2 separate regions of the Triticum aestivum genome follow, and region 1 is linked to region 2. Evidence: chromatin contacts called from public Hi-C data. All regions are on one chromosome and are shown on one strand. Each heading gives the region's core, a stretch centred on a gene start, on an enhancer-like site or on the middle of the called end of the contact. The rest is flanking DNA. Distances are from core to core; before and after follow the strand shown. Region 1 has its middle 21 kb from the start of LOC123092251. Region 2 has its middle 490 kb from the start of LOC123092251.

Region 1 (2,705 bases), core at 157-2,656, 510 kb before region 2:
GCGAGCCGAAGACGCGCCGCCGTCATCGCCCCTCCCTTGCTGAAGCCGGGCACAACTTGTTGTAGTAGATAGTCGAAAAGTCGTCGTGCTAAGGCCCCATAGGACCAACGCATCAGTACAGCAGCCACCGCCGATGAAGAGAAGCTTAGATCGGAAGGATCCAACCTGAAGACACATGAACAAAGACTGGATTTAAGCAGATCCACCAAAGACAACCACCGAACGAATTACGCGAGATCCGCCGGAGACGCACCTCCATACGCCCATAGACGATGCTAGACGTACCACCTGGACGGGGCCTAGGCGGGGAGAATCTTATTCCATCTTCAAGAAGCTGCCGTCCTCTCGTCTTCCTGAACAGGACACAAACCCTAACAAAACTTAAAGATGCACAAAAAAAAGAGCCCTCCCGCCGGCAAGGGCCGGGACCCACCGCGCAACCCTAACGCCACAGGAGACGTGGAAGATCAGCGGCGCCGTCGACGGGAGGCAGAAACCCTAGCCGCATTTTCTTGGAGGAGAGAAGAAAGGAGATGTTTGCAGCTTCATAGATGTCTGATGAACACACATCAAGCAAAAGCAAAAATGCTACGGCTGTGGTTTGCCGATTAATGTGCTACCTATTTTGATATCTACTAACTTTTCAAGAAACAAACTCTCTAACTTTCACAAGAGATTTAATCTCAGCAGCTAGATGACTATAGGCCAACCTGAGAAGAGTCTCGCCCAAGAGGATGGGCAACACAGTCGACGAATCTGATTGAACAATCACGGGCCCGTCCGTATGCTTAATGGCCAGTCTTTTGCCAATATTAAGAAAAAACATACCCAACGTTGTCACATGTGTTTTACTGCTAAGTCCTAGTACTTGTTTATTTTCACCAACCACGTCTCTGCTGTATTTTGCACTCCTAGTACCTAAGTTTGGAACATAGCACGACCTGTAGAAAAGTATAAACTCGCCATCACTGCCACAAAAGCAGCCACTATATAGTATCCCTTGACTCTCGAGGCATGGGTTCGGTATAAGCGTGCTCAATCTTTCCACCATCATTTACATAAAATTACTTTATAACTGAAAGGCCAGCGATCAATCATGAATTAGCGGATAATAATCAAAGCTAAAGGCCCTTGCTACTAGTACAAGATAACATATCATATGCACGCAACTTGCCCTAGGTAGGTAGCGTCAAAATAGCTGCCCTCCGGTCCTTCCGACCTGCTCCTTTGTTTCCCTGCCGCCTGCATGGGCTCACGAACGGCAGTGCGCTGGACGAATTCTAGTCGTCGCTAGAACCCGCGCGGCCGCCACGGCAGCAATTCCTCGTCACTCCGATGGCTCCTCAATCGTTAAAAACGTACGTAGCGTATGGTCCGCATGAGCACCGGCTCCTCCTTTAATCTAATCAATGGAGCGCCGTGACAGAGAAGTGGGAACGGAGGCCTCCCTCAGGTGGCCCGTTTCCGATTAACAAGCATTATCCGGTGAGAAAATTTAGCTCCGGCCAGTGGCGAGGGGATACGTGAGAGGCCGTCTCGCGTGAACTGCCACAAGGGGAAAACGGCTGGGCGACGGGAGGTGGAAGATGAAATATACTTCTGAATCTTTCGTTAAACTACTATCCGAGCTCTTTTGGTTGCCGTCTTACCGTGAGATTCAGAGAGTTTGAGGAATGTTGTGCCTTATCTGCATGCATGGGGAATAAAGCACGAGCCGGTATGATATTGTTTTCAACCTTTGTTTCAGGACATGGATGGAGTGGGTGGTCAATGCGCTCTACTTAACTGTCACGAACTCATCATCTCAAGTGGGGATCGAAGAGAGGAAGAGGATGAGATCGAGACTTGGGAAAGAGGATTCTTTCCAAGGGAGGAGGAGATACATGAGTAGGTGAGAAAGTTCAGAGTAATGTCAACACATGCATACACGCCCACTGGCACCAGCTGGCTAAATAGCCGTGCCACACTTGGCAATTTGCCTTACAGGTGGGTCCGTGCCATCAGGCAGCGGGGCCCACCGAATCACACGTCCACCGCATCAGCTCCTGGTGATGCCGGTGTGACATTCCCCTCTCCTTCAGAGCGAGCGCCATCTTCAGGAACGCCTTGCTGATCTTCATCGCCTGCTGTTGGCTCCTCCCAAGCCGGTGCGTGAGGAAAACGTTGACGAAGAGTGTCGTAGTCCTCCCAAGTGATCGCCTCCGTGTCGTTGCGCCAACGCACCTTGACTTGCACCAGAGCGCTGACACCGCGCTTGACCATGCGGCGCTCCAATATTTCCACTTGTTCGTCGTTGCGGCCGGCAAGGTCGGGTGGACTTGGCAGCTCGGAGAAGACTGGAGTATAGTTGGGGGTGAATGGCTTGAGCTGGGAGACGTGAAAGACGGGGTGAATCTTGATGTCCGCCGGCAGCTCCAGTTTGTACGCAAGCTTGCCGATCTTGTCGAGCACCGCAAATGGCCCGAAGTACTTGTAAGCTAGTTTGGCGCAGGGTCAGTTCGCCACCGACGACTGCGCGTATGGCTGGAGTTTGAGGAGCACGGTGTCGCCCACCTCGAAGGAGCGCTCGGAGCGATGTTGATCAGCCTGCTTCTTGAAGCGATGCTGGGCGCGAAGAATCTGCTCCCGGAGACGCGCTGTGTGCAGTCCCCAATCCCAGGGCTCGCCGTCGATCATGGGCATCATCTTGTCGTACCAAAGAGTCA
Region 2 (2,700 bases), core at 4-2,503:
ATTTCTTATCGGTGTCCTGGGACATGTCTAAGTCAAGATTCCCAAGGCATTAATAGAGGTGGAGAAATTCATGGCAGCTACGATTGGAGGTTTTGATGCTTTGGTGGAAGGGTGTATTGGATGAGAAGAAGACCGGGTGACACGTGTTTGGTGACTTGCAACAGCGGCCTCGGCAAGAGGGGGTGACAACACTAGAGAACTGCATTTTCGGTGGTGCTCCTTGAGTACCAAGTCTCGATTCCTAGGCTGAAAACCCAAGGTCTGGCCTTTATGGGTTGTACATTGCAATGGCCTTGTTGAAGGCACTGTTTTCGGGTGAACTCATATTTTCTTCCTAGATCTTAAATCGGACAACGACAATGCTTGTGCATTGTTTCCTTCTTGGAGACACTGCTTTTGGATAACCTCTTTTGTAATCAGTGTGTTGTCTTCGATGGTGGTTAGAGTGCTGCTGATGCTAGTGATTGATCACCGTAACGCGGTCTTTTTATTTTATTTTTTACTTTCTTTTTGGTTGTGTGTATTCTTGATGTCTTTGCACATTTTTTTATCATAACCCGGGTGTAATTGGTATCTTCACGATATTAATATATTCCCCTTGTCAAAAAATAGAAGAAAAAAACTCTTTTGGAGGCAAAACTGAGCAAACTAAAAAAAACCAGGGTAAATGTGAGTAGTGAGTTCGACTTACGGGAGAAATATAAATATCCCAATTTGAAATGGAGCCGGTAGATAGCAAACATCCTTGCAAAAAAGAGAAAAGTAGAGAGTAACACGCTCGCAGCAGAAGAAAAAACCAGAGTAAATGTGTAAATTATAAATATATTGGATCTTGACTAGATTGATGAAGTCGGTGACTATTTTTCTTTTGGAAACATGAAGTCAGTGATCTGACTGAACGTCAGAGTCTTTATCCATCGAAAGGCCAAATCCCAGGTGTGAACAAGTCGGCGTGCAAGCCTTAGTCCCAGTGCGTGCTTCACGTATTAAGGGAGATATTTCTTTTCAGAACATCGTACAGATGTAAGCGTTCATATATACGCGCATACACTCATCCATTAAGGAAGATATTTGATTTGTAAATTTGTCGTATGCTCTTATGGTTTTCGCCTCAAATATACAGAACTCAGTCTTCTTCGCTATCATAGAAAAACCACAACGACCAGGTCCCAGAATTATTGGAGTCGTTCTCGCACGTGCACCTGTGACCTGGATGTCATCGTAAATAATACAGCAATGAGCGGGGAGGACGCCACAACCCACAAAGCGCTAACCCTATCCACAGGGCTGGATTCTACATGAGTTTAGGCACAGATAAGCAAAGTATATAATCAAGCAAAATTAAGCTGATCTTTATCCTAACACGACCGATGGAGACGCTACGCCCCCGCGGTAGAGAAGGCCCACTAAACACACGTTTATGGCAAGCCGTGGCCTAATGGCTAATGGCGTGATTATCCTGGACATGACGACATGATTTAGCAGCTTTTCCATGGACACAATTAAGCCGCTAGGTGTGTGGCTGGCTTCGGTTACGGGCGTGATTATCCTAAATCATATCGTAGTCAGGGTTAGGTCGATCGCGTCTATCCGTTAATCCCGTCTGCGATGTCTGTGTCTATATACATACCGCTAGCTGCTATTATAGGTAGCTAGTCCAGAATCCCCAATGACTTGTGGTAGATTGTGTTGCGTTTGCTGCTGCACGCGCTCGCCACGGCCGGGCAGCGAATCGAGTGGTGAAGGCTGGGGACTAAAAATAGAAGGCGCAACAGCGACCTCGTGCGCGGATGTGCGCGGGCGTCGCCATCAAGGAATAGCGAGAGAATTCCATAACGAGTAACTTTGCGGTAGTCGTCGGGCGATTCGCCTCGTCGCTGTCGAGGCACGTGTCGACCGGCGGACGATCTCGGTCTCGAGCTGGTGGTGGCGCGGCAGAGGCGCGCTGGCGAGACGGAGATGAGATGACGAACGATCTGAGGACTAAATATTGGGCCAGGCAATGTTGGGGTAACTTTTTTGAAAAGCGAAAAATATTAATATCGTAAAGATATTAATTTCATCCAACAACAACGCAATGCGGTAAAGACATTAGGGATGTACACATTCAAAAGACAAAAAGGAGAAGTAAAAAAGAAAGACCCCTATACGGTAATCAATTTCTTGTAGCCGCTGCATAAATCACCACCTAGACAATACCGAAAGTCCAAGTTCTTCAAAAACGATGCCTTTAAAAAAGAAACAGTGCACAAGCACAGTCATCGTCTAATCCTAGATTTTAGATTTTCACCCCAAAGAAGAATCGCGCTTTCAAAACAATGCCTTCAATAAAGTCATGACCAGGCAAGGTTTTCATCCTGAAAGCTAAGAGCATCTCTAGCAGACCACGTATAACATCGCGACCCGCAAAATAACCGGCAAAATACGGGTTGGTGCGGAAAATTCTGCCCTAGCAGACCCCGCAAACGCGTCCGGCCCTTAAAAATTTTTGCAAGGCGCGGCAAAAGTTCGCCCTCAACCTTTACATTCACGGGGTGGGAGGCCGACCCGAGCTTGCCCCCTATCCGCAGCGAGATTTGGCGCGACGGAAATTTCCACGTGACCGTTCCCGCCCCCCCTTCCTCGGCCGCCATTCCCCCGCCACCACACGCTCCGGTCCATCTTCCCCGCCATTCTTCGCCCCCAAGAAAGCCTCTCAGC

The links. Hi-C and Micro-C count contacts between places; a contact is called where the count stands out from the background.
Region 1: a contact with region 2 is called in a Hi-C map of leaf, with 4 times the contacts expected there. The contact joins two enhancer-like sites. A contact is called at or near these places in 2 of 5 Hi-C or Micro-C datasets (both in leaf).

The regions. Positions count from the first base shown.
Region 1 is chr4B:379,951,527-379,954,231 of IWGSC CS RefSeq v2.1, reverse strand. No RefSeq gene overlaps it. Among protein-coding and RNA genes, the nearest start is that of LOC123092251, 21 kb to the right of the region's middle. Within about 2 kb of position 1,406, at least 1 of the 8 cell types and tissues checked has an H3K27ac peak or open chromatin away from gene starts, as enhancers often do. A contact at or near this core is called in leaf, where this site is marked.
Region 2 is chr4B:379,436,529-379,439,228 of IWGSC CS RefSeq v2.1, reverse strand. No RefSeq gene overlaps it. Among protein-coding and RNA genes, the nearest start is that of LOC123092251, 490 kb to the left of the region's middle. Within about 2 kb of position 1,253, at least 1 of the 8 cell types and tissues checked has an H3K27ac peak or open chromatin away from gene starts, as enhancers often do. A contact at or near this core is called in leaf, where this site is marked.